4 separate regions of the Sus scrofa genome follow, and regions 2, 3 and 4 are each linked to region 1. Evidence: chromatin contacts called from public Hi-C and promoter capture Hi-C data. All regions are on one chromosome and are shown on one strand. The core of a region is the stretch at or near the end of the contact, and the rest is flanking DNA. Distances in the headings are between cores, read along the strand shown. Region 1 holds the start of C13H3orf67. Region 2 holds the start of PDHB (pyruvate dehydrogenase (lipoamide) beta). Region 3 holds the start of KCTD6 (BTB/POZ domain-containing protein KCTD6). Region 4 holds the start of ACOX2 (peroxisomal acyl-coenzyme A oxidase 2).

Evidence for each region. Promoter capture Hi-C pulls out the DNA fragments that hold promoters and counts their contacts. A called contact is a pair of places that touch in the nucleus more often than the background predicts.
Region 2: a contact with region 1 is called in a Hi-C map of liver, with 4 times the contacts expected there. The contact joins the promoter of PDHB here to the promoter of C13H3orf67 in region 1. A contact is called at or near these places in 1 of 5 promoter capture datasets (liver) and 3 of 47 Hi-C or Micro-C datasets (embryonic fibroblasts, heart right ventricle and liver).
Region 3: a Hi-C map of heart right ventricle shows a contact between it and region 1, with 4 times the contacts expected there. The contact joins the promoter of KCTD6 here to the promoter of C13H3orf67 in region 1. A contact is called at or near these places in 1 of 5 promoter capture datasets (skeletal muscle) and 2 of 47 Hi-C or Micro-C datasets (embryonic fibroblasts and heart right ventricle).
Region 4: a contact with region 1 is called in a promoter capture Hi-C map of liver, with 2.9 times the contacts expected there. The contact joins the promoter of ACOX2 here to the promoter of C13H3orf67 in region 1. A contact is called at or near these places in 1 of 5 promoter capture datasets (liver) and 2 of 47 Hi-C or Micro-C datasets (epiblast stem cells and mesenteric adipose tissue).

The regions. Positions count from the first base shown.
Region 1 is chr13:40,767,049-40,770,434 of Sscrofa11.1, reverse strand. C13H3orf67 reads left to right here and starts at 1,813. Exons shown (of 15, transcript XM_021069115.1): 1 at 1,813-2,222. The coding sequence starts at 2,202. LOC102158698 (a long non-coding RNA gene) reads right to left here and starts at 1,693. Exons shown (of 3, transcript XR_002337602.1): 1 at 1,506-1,693.
Region 2 is chr13:40,166,020-40,169,405 of Sscrofa11.1, reverse strand. PDHB (pyruvate dehydrogenase (lipoamide) beta) reads left to right here and starts at 1,904. Exons shown (of 10, transcript NM_001244398.1): 1 at 1,904-2,003; 2 at 2,089-2,145. The coding sequence starts at 1,962. LOC110256254 (a long non-coding RNA gene) reads right to left here and starts at 1,761. Exons shown (of 3, transcript XR_002337600.1): 1 at 1,440-1,761.
Region 3 is chr13:40,208,854-40,212,239 of Sscrofa11.1, reverse strand. KCTD6 (BTB/POZ domain-containing protein KCTD6) reads right to left here and starts at 1,743. Exons shown (of 3, transcript XM_005669685.3): 1 at 1,509-1,743.
Region 4 is chr13:40,254,191-40,257,576 of Sscrofa11.1, reverse strand. It overlaps ACOX2 (peroxisomal acyl-coenzyme A oxidase 2), which reads left to right and starts at 1,853. Exons shown (of 15, transcript XM_021069070.1): 1 at 1,853-2,172.

The DNA.
Region 1 (3,386 bases), core at 564-3,063:
GTAAACTCCACAAAGATGGGGCCTTCCCTGTACACTTAGCTCTTAGCACAGTGCCTAGAATACATTGCATTCCTAGGAGTTATCTGTTAAATGTGGATAAATATCCCCCATTATATAACAATATAGAGACCAAGTCTACTGACATACTTCAAGAAGGCCCAGGCACAGGGTCTGCCAAAAACCACTGTTGAACTAGGTTTGAGCTCTAGAAATCAAGTCTGAATTCTAGATATTGTACTGCAATTTACAGCTATATGACAGCCCACCTCTCTTATATACATCAAATATTACTGTATTCAAATAAATTTGCTCCTAATCTGTTCATATTAGCTCTGACAAACAGTGGTCCAGAAAGCATTCATTTTTTCATGCTGTATGCCATTCACGGTGCTTGGGTTATTGTAAGGACAACACATATTGGAGACTTTTGGGTGAATGAGAATATCAGACTCAGCCATAGCCAAAAGTCAACTCATCCTTGAGTAAATTCCTAATCAACTCTGAATCTCAGTGATCTCAACTGAAAGATTTGATACCTCACAAGGCTGTGAACCACGTGTCCTATAGCAAGGGCTCCATGAGTGGTACCTGATTACCAATAACCCTGTGCCTCTGACCTAACTCACCTCATCAGACACAAGCTCCAAACCAGCTCCATCATTTACTGGCCATACGAGCTTGGGCAAGATGTTTCACCTTTCTAATATACAGGTCCTTAGCCCCAAACTGAAAATAAAACCTACAGTGTAAGAGTGGTTCTGAAATAGAAACTAAGTAAGTATCCAGATAGATAAGAGAGCACCTGGCTCTGAAACAGGCTAGGACCTAGGACCCTTTGCTGCAGTGGCTGCACCTGGACAAACATCTCCTGAAGCAAGGAAATACAAAGAAATTATACGGGACTAAAAACAGCTGCAAGCACATGCAGCTGAGGCAAACTGTAAGCAACAAAATACTGATAACTAAAAAAACCAACTCCATTTCTGAAGAGCAAATAGCAGAAGGAGGGTGTTGGAGGCAAAATCAAGGTACTCCATGTGCTTCCTGCCCACACCACCAGAAGGATGGGCAAACCATCTAAGCCGCCCCTCTGGCCTGACTCCTGACCCCACTCCTACCTTCACTCCCTATAAGGAGCCACCTCCCTCAACCCTCAGGGGAGGAGTGAGCAAGGGAAACTGTTGCTTGTCCCCTCCTCTCCCCAACTTGCTGCAACAGGGCCCCCAAATAAAGCCTTGTCTGAATTTCTTGTCTGACCTCTTATCAATTTTTATTGATTAAGGAAGGCCAAAAACCCAGGTTGGTAACAGATTAATAATGTATGTAGTTATTATTTTGAGCAAAAAAATCTTGGCTTTTCAAGCCTTACTTCTTGGGCTTTCTGTAACGGTGAAAGGGCTGGTGGCCCCTATCGCTACTTCAACAAAGACAAATTTTGGAAACTTCCAAAGAAAGGCCACTTGAGCAGTTCCATGATTCCATGGCTCTTCCCCTCAGCAACCTACCAGTTATCACTGTTTATGACCAGGTGACAGGTTTCCTAGTAGAATCCAGTACCTGCAGTAGCTCTTAAACCAGGTTAAATTTAGCCCCTTCGGCAAGCACAGCTCCAAACTAAAACAAGTTCTGGTTGCAGATTTTGCCACTCAAGCTTTCCAGGAGAGCCCCTTGGTTGCCTGGGCAACGCCTACGTCACTGCGTGGCCTCACGTGTCCTTTGGCGTGAAGCTCAAATAGCGCAATGCGCAGGCGCCTCGTGAGAGCCAATGGGAGAGGTCGGAACATCAGGTCCCGTTCGGCCCCTCCCTTTTCAGATCGAGTTCGGGGGGAGGGGCGGCGGCGGCGGGACGCGCTGCTTTTCCCGGTAGAGCGGGAGGGCGGTTGTCTGATTCTCCGCGTCTGGGCGCACGGTAACGTAGGCTACACGCGCAGTCACTCCTCGGGACCATTCGGAGCTCGCCCAGTGTGCCTGCCCCGACTCGGGCACCACGGAGGCGGGCACTGCGTTGGTTCGGGTCGAGGGCCCTAGGTGGAGCTGACCGGGGGCTGAGAAAAGCCTGGCCCCGTCGGGGCCGAGCACTGAACTCTTCCCCGCCGGTGGGGCCCCCCGGTTCCAGCCCGCTGATTTCCATCATTCAGAGTCGCGCTACTCGCTGGAAGCCCTGAACTCCGTGCCCCCCAAGCCCCGGGCTCCCTGCGGGAATGTTCAAAAATGAGTACCAGGTAACCCCAAACGTCTCTCCCTGTCTATAACTTTCTCCTCTTGGGTGAGGTAGCTCATTTTCAGGGTGAAGCAAAGACCGCCCCCCCCCCCCCATAATGCAGTCTTTCTGGGGTTTAGAAGGACTTAATAGATAAATAGTGTTGACTCAGAAAAAAGAAAGCAACCGACATGTGGGTATGTGATTTTTAACTTTTGTTCAGTCTCCAGCACATTACTTCTTAAAGTGTAGGGATTGCCAGTGATTTTGACCAAAATGCAATCTTAAACTCCAGCCAGACCTCCTGAATCGGCAACTTGAGGGCAGGACCCATAAACCTTGAGTTTTAACACTATTGAGGCACATTGGTAATTCCAAAGCTATTTAGAAGAGAGCGAATCAGTGAAGGAATGAATGATTAAGCCAAGAAAGAAAATAAGCGCTTTGGCCATGGACTATTGTCACTTTCCCAAAAACTGGGGATCAGTTATTCTCAAATACTGAGTTACATTAGGACCACTGGGAGTGCTTTTAAAACTGCAAATTTCCTGACCCTATCGCCAGATTGCATAAATCAGAATCTCTGTAGATGGAGCTAGTTTGTTTACCTTCATAGCAACTTACTGCACTTCGTTCTGAGGGTCAAGCTCGCACTGAAGGAAACTGCTCTGGGTCTTCCCTCAGTCACCTTGAGTATCCTGGAGGGTCTGCTGCTTCCTCATCTCACTGGGCATCTCCCTCAGTCCTAATCTCCTGCTTTCCTTTCCTACCCTCTGTCTGAGGTTACACGCTTCCTAATGTTTGCCGTCTTAGTTCTCTTGTTAAGATGAACAATTTTGTCCCTGTGCCAGAATAGTCCTTCTCTAGTCATTCCTTCGTAGCTTCTACCTTTGCAACAAATACTGCCTGCCTTCTTGTGACTGTCCTTAGAATATTCTGCAGTTTCTTTCTTCTCATCCATTTGATGTCATTAAATGTGTTAGAATAATTTTAGAGACTGTCTTTCATTTAATGCCAGTAAAATATAGTTATAAAAGAACATATGTCCACTGTGGGAAACTTGGTAGCCAGGAGATGGCAGAAAGGGGAGAGTAGTTTTCTATCTGAGCAGATGTAAGGATTTTTGTCTTAAATAAATAAAAAAGAAAGCTTCCTCAGACTCAGACCTAAAATCATTGTGAGATAT
Region 2 (3,386 bases), core at 655-3,154, 600 kb after region 1:
TTACCATACTTAGACAAGCACTAAAATCCTTAACTAAAATACGTGTCTCCTGACTATCAGGCACCTTCCATCAAAATGTGTACTTGACTGCATACCCATCTCCCAAATGAGGTATGTGCTTACCTCTTCACAGCAGTTCCTCAGAGCCATCTGAGAGGCAGTCCCCTGGGGCGCAATCCTCAGTAAGTCCTCAAATAAAACTGAAACTCACAGCTCTCACATTGTGCACCTTTACTGCAGTCCACAGATTGAAGGGACTAGGGGACAGTGCTGAGGGAGACTTGGAAGGTCCTCACTGCATACTTGAGAGACAATCTCTCCACTTTACAGATGACAAATCAGAGGCCCAGAGATGAAAGCCCATCTGTATGCAGCTGCACCCAAATTTCTATCTCTGCTGCTACCTAGCTCCAGCCTCTAGCTCCAGGCTCCTATATCCAACCTGGTCTGACCCACTAACCTAAATACAGCGTATTCAGAATGAATTCTTACCTCCCACCTGCTCCCCATCTCCTCCCCTCCCCCATCCATTCAACAGCAACAAACTCCCCAAATCTTCCTCATTTTTTCCCCTTGCCTCAAGGCAACCTTATTGATTCTGGTCCTAAACAGATCTCAAACCTATTCTCTCCTCTTCACCTCAACCCTCCAGAGTCCAGTGCTCCCTCTGCCAAAGACTCTCAGGTCTCCCTGCTTTTGCTTGAATCCCCCTCCTCTCTTTCTCACTCAGCAACCAGACTCCTCCTCACCTGGTCACTTCCCTGCTGCGCTGGCTTCTGAGAGCCCTGAGATTAAACCCAGACTGGCAGCCTGCAGCCCTCAGAAGAGTTTTTGGAATGTCCTGGGCATGAGTAAGGACTGACAGAGTCCCCAGAGGTCCTATCTGACCACCGCCCACCCCTATCCCCACCACTGCATGCAGGGTCAAAAAGAGACCAATGAGAGGAAGCTTCCAAAGGCTTCCCTAATCAGGTATTTGACCCTATAAAACCCTCTAGGGAGTTCCCGTCGTGGCTCAGTGGTTAACGAATCCGACTAGGAACCATGATGTTGCAGGTTCGATCCCTGGCCTTGCTCAGTGGGTTAAGGGTCTGGCGTTGCCGGGAGCTGTAGGTAGGTTGCAGACGCAGCTCGGATCCTGTGTTGCTGTGGCTCTGGTGTCGGCTGGCGGCTACAGCTCTGATTGGACCCCTAGCCTGGGAACCTCCATATGTCCTGGGAGCGGCCCAAGAAATGGCAAAAAAACCCAAAACAAAACAAAACAAAAACCCTCTCTAAATGCAGGTTGTTGTAACGCAGACCCCAACTTCTGCTTCAGGAAGCAGTAATAAAAGACTACCCTTTAGAGTCAGGCAGTCCTAAATTCAAACCCTGACTGATTTAACCAATCCCTGCTTCAGTTTAACCATCTGCGAAATGGAGCTAATGCTATTAATTACCTGAGCGGGTTCTTGTGAGAAATAAGCCATAAAGCACAACACAACGCCTGGCACACGTGAAAGCTTTGGTTCACACTGTAAGAAATCAATAGACGGTGCTGTCCAAGAAGGAGTAGGCTCGCTTGTAAGATTGTAAATTTCCAGTCACCAGTTTGGCTTGGTGCCCAAAGGATTTCAGTGCCTGCGGAAGCCTGGCCTGACACATTCCTCAGCCTCGAGTTAGACCTTTGAGTATGACTTGGGGTCACTGCGCTCCAACAAGCAGGGACGTGCTCTCGGCGTGCACTGTGCGTGCCAGGAACCGCCCACCTTCAGCAAACTTGATCCGAGTGGGCATCAAGCCAAGCTGACGGACCACCCTCGCGCCTCCTCGGCCCCGCCCCTCGACCCTGACGCCATAGGGGGCGGGGCACGCAGGCGCCGTGCCCTGCCATTGGCCGGCACCGGCGGGGAAGAGCGGGCTTGACTCTTCTGCAGCCCCGCGGTGTTGTCATTTCTTGGCGACTAGAGGACACATTCAAAATGGCGGTAGTGGCTGGGCTGGTGCGGAGGCCCCTGGAGCAGGTAGGCAGCGGCTCACTGGCCCCAGGATCCTGCGCGATCCCTGCCATCCTGCGTCCCCTCTAAGCGTCCTTTTTCTCCCCGCAAGGTCTCCGGGCTGCTGCTGAGGAGGCGCTTCCACCGCACGGCGCCGGCGGCGCTGCAGGTAATTGGCCCAGACGCTAACCAGACAGGGAGGGGTCCCTCGTCCTGGGGCAGAGGCTGGGGTGGCATGTCAGCCGCGCAAGGCTCATTGAAATCAGATGGCCGATCTAATTAGACTCCATACTTCTTCTCTCACCCCCTTTAAAATGTACTTTTGTAGTAAAATACAAAATTTCCCATTTAAACTGTATGTTCAGCGGCACTAAGTAATTCACCATATTGTCCGTTCACTACCAGAATTTTATCATCCCAAACAAACTGTACCCATTAAACAATAACTCCTTATTTCCTCTTAGCCCCTGGTAACCTCTTTTGTACCTTCTGTGTATATGAGTATCTATTCTCACTACCTCCTGTAAGTGGTAAATAAAGATTTGTCCTTTATCTGGTTTATTTGTCCTTTTTCTGGTTTATTTCACCATGTTTTTAAGGTTCATCCATGTTGTAGAATGTCAGAATTTCCATCCTTTTTAAGGTTAATATTCCGTTGTGGGCATATACATTTTGTTTATCCATTCATCTTTAATGGACCTTTGGGTTGTTTCCACCTGTTGGATTTGTGAACAGTGCTGCTGTGAACATTGGTGTGCAAGTATCTGAGCCCCTGGTTTCAGTTCTTTTGAGTATAGCTAGAAGTGGAATTGTTGGATCATATGATAATTCTGTGTTCAACTTTTGAGGAATTTCCTTCTCTATCCTTTTTATGTTACTAGAAAATTCTACCAACCTGTGTGATAAAATAACTCTTAGATGCTGAAGGCAACACGTTTGGCAGTACCAGGCACTTAGTGAGTGCTCAATATGTAGTATAATTTAAGCTTACTTGACGTTCTCTGCCTCTACAATATACTACATGTGGAAATAAAACTACCTAGTATACTTTTTTTCTTTGTTTTTATAGCTGCAGCTGCAGCATATGGAAGTTCCTAGGCTAGGGGTCCAATCAGAGCTGCAGCTGCAGGCCTGTGCCACAGCCACAGCAGCACTGGATTCTAGCTGCATCTGTGACCTACACTGCAGCTTGTTGCAATGCCAGATCCTTAACCTACTGAGCAAGGCCAGGGATGGAACCCATATCCTCATGGACACCATGTCGGGTTCTTAATCCACTGAACAACAATGGGAATGCCGTAAGTCTACTTTGTACGTAGTAATCAATCCATCTATGAGCTTATCTGGCCAACAAGCAGATTTTTTTTTTTATAGGTAAGAAATAGATTTATTAAGATAGGATGCTTGTGA
Region 3 (3,386 bases), core at 494-2,993, 560 kb after region 1:
CTGAGAAACTTGAGTGTGCGAATGAACACGATTTTGAGCACGGGTGTGGAGACAGGGTAAATTTGCTTCCAATCTCTCCTAATCCTCCTCTCTCAGGAGCTCAGAAGGGGGAACAACAGGTAAATGGGAGTATCTGGCTTTGAGAGATCATCAGACATCTGAGCCCTTGAACACAGAAGGAACTTCTCTAAAGCATGACTCAGGATTATCCACAAGGCAAAGCCAAATCCAAATAAACATGTGTATTCCATTTTAAAAAGACTCCAAATATCAAAATCCAAGACACACTGAGAGATTCATAGAAGGATTCACCCAAGAATTCCTTTACACAGTAATGCTTTAGTTAAAATATGATTTATGAAAATTCAAATCACACAAACATTAAAAATGGCTGTCCTGACCACTCAATTCCTAATTATCTGTGGCATTACACAAGATGAAGCATTAGTATGGCCTGACAGTTCCCAACCAAAGAGCAAGTTCTCCCAACATGACAGCCATGAAGGCAAAAAGATTTTTCTTTTCCTAGCTACACATCTGTTCATTTGAAAACATCTCAATCCTGGGCTCAGTCCTGTGCTAAAGGCTGTCCCCTAGAATCTTTCCTATCTTGGGATCATTCATGTACTTGGGCATTTGTGACAGCAAGAAAATCAACATGCCAAGAGAAGAGGAAACAGGAAGGGGCAACTAGGCTTCCCCAAATATTCTTAGCCAAACTAGGTCACTTCGGGTCTCTTGGCCCCTCAAATCTCTTCTATTACAAACCCCTAAAATTGGATTTATCAACTTGTTATAGAACAGCTATATGTGAACAGCAACATAACTTCAGCAGAACATCCAAACAAGATCTCTGTTTCATTTGCGCGTCACCACCCCCCGCCCCGACACAGCCTCCGACAGCCTGGCAGGTGCTTCAGGGGCTCCCCATTAACGCGGCCATTTATCACCTCTGACAAGCAGCATTAAAAATGCCCTGACACATACAAATCTCAGCCTAAAGAACTCAGCTGCGGTCAGAGTGTCTCTTTGGGGCAGAAAATCCCCAAATGTCTTTAAATTAAGACAAATAGGGGCGAATAAGCACCACCCCCAAAACAACCATTTTCGAGCAAACCTCGAGGTGCCCCCGAGCGGGCCAGATTGCACTTTGCCCGCAGGCGGAGCCCCCAGTCCCGACCCGGCCCTGGCGAGGGATAGGAGACGCTCAGGGCCCGGGCAGAGGGCGCGCACCGGAGCCCCGAACCCGGGTCCGCCGAACCCGCAAGTTCCCGCCCGGCGGGCTCCGGAACCTCCGCACAAGGCCGGCCCCTCGGCCGCGGACAGCCCGCCGCGGGCTCGTGCCAGCCCCGGAGCGCGCCGCCCGGGCTCCCAGCGGTCCCCTCAGCAGGGCCCCGCCACCGCCCGGCTTCCCTTCAACCTCCCTCCCCCGGCCGCTTCGCACGGGCTTCTAGTGCCCAGCCCTCCCGAGCCCCGGGCCCCCAAGCCGTGGGCCCGCCCCTACTCACTGCGCGGCGGCGGCGGCGGCGGCGGCGGCGGCGGCGGCAGCTGCCGGGCCGGGAGACGCCGGCGGCCGGAGAGTGAGACCGCGAGGACGAGCGAGCCCGCTCCCGGAGGCGGCGGTGGCGGCGGCGGCGGCAGACGGGACGACTGAGCCCGCGCCCGGAGTTGCGGCTCCAGCCGCCCGGAGCGGACGGCGCCTCCCCAGTAGAAACGCGGCGCCGCGAGCGAGAGCGCCCCCTGACGGCGGCGCGGGCGGGTGGCCGGAGGGCCGAGCGGCCAGTGGAACTCAACCAGGCGTAGCCTGGGCTGCTTGGTTAGGCCTGCTCCGCCGCAGCCCCAAAGCCCCGCCCTGACGCCCCAGAGGCTCCGCCCGAGACTCTCCGCGTCCCGCCCAGAATCCGCCCTAGGTCCCGCCTCCGCCGGCAGTTTGGAATCAGCCCAGCCCAGGGCAGTCTTCCCAGTGTTCTCAGGCCTAGGATACCCACAGCTGTTTCTTCTGTCATTTAACCAACACGTATGGGGCCCTGCCCATGTGCCAGGCCTGTGGGGAGAGCGGCCACCAAGAGGCAGGGACGTCCTAAAGAGAAAAGACCCAAGGAAACAGCCAGTAGATAAAACAATGACAAGCTATGATCATTATGTATTGGGAGGTACATGATCAGAAGAATTAGATGGAGATATAAGCGGAGGGGGCCTCTGCTTCAGGTGCGGTGGCTAAGGAAGACCCGGACTGTGACCAGAGCACCTCTGGGCCTTGCGTTCTGTGGGATTGGTAGTAAAGTCACTTATCCAGCCTGGTGGGCACAATAGGGAAAGGCAGCCAAGCCTGAAGGGTCAACGTGGGAGGCCAGGGGGGTAGAAGGGCAGAGGTGACTTCAGCAGAGAAAACGACCAATGCCAGGGCTCCGAGGGCTGAAAGAGCTGTCCTTAGATGACCCTGGCGCTGGAACAGCCCTCATTTCACCATGAAGGAAGCCAAGGCTGCAGAGAGGGGGCCATTACCTAAAGTTTCAGAGCTAAGTGATCTCCAAGCATAGCCTCCAAATTCCATTCGGTTCCTGCTAACCAGATCTCCATCCCTTTCCAGGTGAGACCAGGTATGCAATGTTGGTTTTTTCCATTTCCCCTTCACCAGGATAACTACTTGCCTTGGAAACTCACCTGTACTTTATGTCTGCCTATGCATCAGCTGTCTCTGGGGTTTAATTTTATCTGCATCATCATCACAGTCATATCTTATATTTAGGTTTTCTCTGAAAACTCAAATCAATAGACTAAATAAATGACATATGCTTCATCAACATAATTGAGTGCTACATTATCATACTGAAAAAGACTACGTGAGGATACAGGTAAATGTGTGTGAAATAAGCAGTATACAACATGGTATACATGGCATAATCCTAATTTTATTTTTTAAAATGTAAATATATGTAGAGAAAAATTTTGAAAGCTACACCGAATCATTAACCATAGTTCTAGGCAGTAGGATGGGAATATTAGTCATTTATTACTTCTAAATGTTCTTCTGAATTTTTTGTGTTTTCTAGAATGCATGGATATGGAATTTATAATCAGAAAAATAAATGAGTTTTATCTTTTACAAAGGAAAGATAATGCTGAAATTACCCAACACTCAGATCTCCAGGATTTGGTGCCAATGAAAATCCAAAACTGCCCCTGGCTTACTGGTGTCTTTGGAAGAATCATTTCCCTTCTTGGGGCTTCTATTTCCTCAACTAAAAACTGAGAGGAATTAACTTTATCAGTGGTTTTCTCAGAAGGATTCCTGGAGTTCCCTTCATGGCTCAGTGGTTAACGAATCCAACTAGGATCCATGAGGTTATGGGTTGGATCCCTGGCCTTGCTCAGCGGGTTAAGGA
Region 4 (3,386 bases), core at 604-3,103, 510 kb after region 1:
TCACCAATGAACATACATGCAAAAATCCTCAACAAGGAGTTCCTGTCGTGGCTCATCGGAAACGAATCTGACTAGTATCCGTGAGGACACAGGTTCAATCCCTGGCCTCGCTCAGGGGGTTAAGGATCTGGCATTGCTGTGAGCTGCGACGTACGTTGAAGACACAACTTGGATCTGGCATTGCTGTGGCTGTGGTGTAAGCCAGCATCTCCAGCTCTGTTTCAACCCTAGCCTGGGAACTTCCATATGCCGTGGGTGTGGCCCTAAAGACCAAAAACAAACTAACAAAAAACAACTAAAAATAGAACTATCACATGATCCAGCAATCCCACTCCTGTGAATATACCCAGAGAAAACCATAATGCAAAAAGATATCTGTACGCCAATGTTCACTGTAGCACTATTTACAATAGCCAAGGCATGGAAGCAAATTAAATGCCCAATGACCGAGGAATGGATAAAGATGTAGTACATATATTCAATGGAATATTACTCCGCCATAAAAAAGAATGAAGTGATGCCATTTGCTGCAACATGGATGGGCCAAGAAACTATCATACTAAGTGAAGTTAGTCACAGAGTGAAAGACAAACATTATATGATATCACCCCTATGTGGAATCTTAAAAAAGAGATACAAATGAACTTATTTGCAGAACAGAAACAGACTCACAGACTTTGAAAAACTTATGGTTACCATAGGGGACAGGTATGGGGGTGGGGGGGAGGATGGACTGGGGCTTTGGGATTGGCATATGCACACTGAGCATATGGAATGATTGGCCAACAGGGACCTGCTGTATAGCACAGAGAGCTCTACTGACAGTCTGTGATAATCTATGTTGGAAAAGAATCTGAGAGAGAATGGATGTGTGTACACTTATGACTGGGTCACTTTGTTGTACAGTAAGAAGTATCGCAGCCTGGTAAATTAAATATATTTAAATAAAACTTGAAACAAATAATATGAGAGGAAACAGCCAAAAAAATAAAAATAAAAAAGTTCTAAGTTCATTAGAAGTGGTTGTGAATATCTCACTAGGTTTTCCAGCCCATTTCTACTATAACTATGTCTCCCTAGCAGCCCCTCAACCCCAGGATGGAAGCTGCAAGGGCAGGGCACTGGTACAGTTTTGTTTTCTGTGGTTTGGGCTTCCTACTGTGCCCCAGTGCCGAGATCACTGCCGACATTCAAAAATGAATACTGGCATTCCCGCTGTGGCACAACAGGATCAGCGGCATCTCTGCAGACCCAAGACATAGGTTCCATCCCCAGCCCAGCACAGTGGATTAAAGGATCTGGTGGTGCTGCAGCTGCCACATAGGTCACAACCACAGCTCAGCTCTGACCCATGGCCTGGGAACGCCACATGCCATAGGGCAGCCAAAAAAGAAAAAATAAATGAAAAATCAAACAAGCAAATAAATAAATATTGATGAGTAACCAAACCAGCACATTCTGTTCTATCCAAACCTCACATGCTCACCCTTAAATATCTCACCAGCTGTACAACACCAAAGAATGGGAAATCCTCCTATTAAACATTAATCCTGGGAATTAAGAAATTCTCTCATGGGGAACCAAGAAAACAGTAAAAAATCACAAAGTTGCAAATGCTTGGGGCTTTACAGTTAACCAAGACTTTTCCTTCATACCCTGTGAGTTAAAGGAAGGGAAGCTTAGAAGAGAAGCAAGTCAGCATCATACCTCCAGGATTTGAACCCAGGTCGCACCTGTGCATTACTTTACGAGAGTGAAAGCATGTGCGTTTGACCAGGACCAGGCTCTGGGAGGTGAGCCAAGGAGGTAGGAAAGAAGGGAAGACAGAGGCTGGGGAGCTGGCACTCACTAAGCTGCCCAGCCAGCCTCGAGCTAAGCTCTCTACCCCACTTCCCCCCTCCCTGCCTCACCCCCACTTAGTCTCCCAGGGAGGCCTCGGTGCCCAGCAGCATCACAGCCACCAGAGGGAAGCAGGAAGACATGCAAGTGGAGGCAGTGAGCTCAACCAGCGGATAGCTGGGAGCTGAGAGCCTGCCAAGCAGCACCTTTAGGATCCAATGGCCCAGCCCCTCTAGGGGAGGAGAAAGGGGCTGGGCCACCCATGAGAGGCCTAACCCGGCAGTTAGTGCGGCTGGGCCAGGCCTGCTACGCAGACTCAGGACTCAGGACGAGGTAAGTGAGGGGCCGGAGAGGGACTGGACACTCCTAAGGTCACTCCTAAAGCCTCTGAGAGCTACTTGCTTTCATTCCACACTTGTTTCCTATGTGCTACTTGTGATCCACGCCCTGTGCTAAGTAAGCGTCAGGGCCATAACATCCTGGCCCTCTTGGAGTTTAAGTAGGGAGAGGCAGCAATAAACAAAAACATAATAAAGGAGCAAATGACCTTGTACGTTACGATCAGCGAAAAAGAAAAAGCAGAGCAGATCGAGGAGGATTGGGAATGCTGAGGGAAGGGGCTTGGGATTTGAAAGAGGATGGTCAGCTAAGCCTCACTGAGAAGGTGACAGTGATCAAGGACTTGCAGAGGAAGTGAGGCAGCCATGAGGACATCCAGGGAAAGAGTGTTCCCCGCAGAGGACAGAGCCTGGCCGAGGCCCTGCGCTGAGGGGGTGACGCCTAAATGTTGGAGCACAGCCAAGAGGCAGCAGCAGTTGGAGCATAGGGTGGAAGAGGCGGGGAGAAGTGGGGCAGGGAAAGAGGAGACAAGTTAGCCGGCCTTGCCAGGATCCAAGGGGCAGAGGAGGGAGCTTCTTGAATGTGCCGTGCCAGGCCCTTTGTCAGTACCCCAAGGCCCTGCCACCCACTTAGGGCTGTCTGTATAGAGGCCTACTATGAATCCCATTTGCCACATGTGGCTGCATGACCTTACAAAGTTTCCTCCCTTCCCAAGGCTCCTGTCCTCTCTAAAAACTAGTTATAATAGCAGTAGTGTATCTGCAGGGTTGTAGTGAAGAAGAATAGGAATCACAGCAGGGGCTGCCCACAGGAAAGAGTTACAGCCTACCTCTTCGTGTTAGGCTCCAGGCCACTCTGATAGCACCCAGCGGGTTCTGCGGGGGGTTGGGGGGAGGGCACTGCCATCAGAAGACTCCTTAGAGTCTTAGAGACAGCAGGGGCAAAGGCAGGAGGAGAGGGAGGGGGCATGGGTGCGGGGAGTGGACAGATACAGGGCAAGGGGCATGTGGGGTGAGGGATAGCGGATAGCAGAAGGCGTGGACTCTCTTTCCCAGTGGCCACCAAGGACCAGACTCCCAGCTGGGAGGTAAACACCGTGACCACAGTTAAAGAGCTCAGCCCAGCAGGTGAGAGGTGGTAGGGGCCTGGGTGGTAGCCAAGTGAATGGAAGAAACAAATCAATATGAGAGCCTCAGGAAGTAGAACAA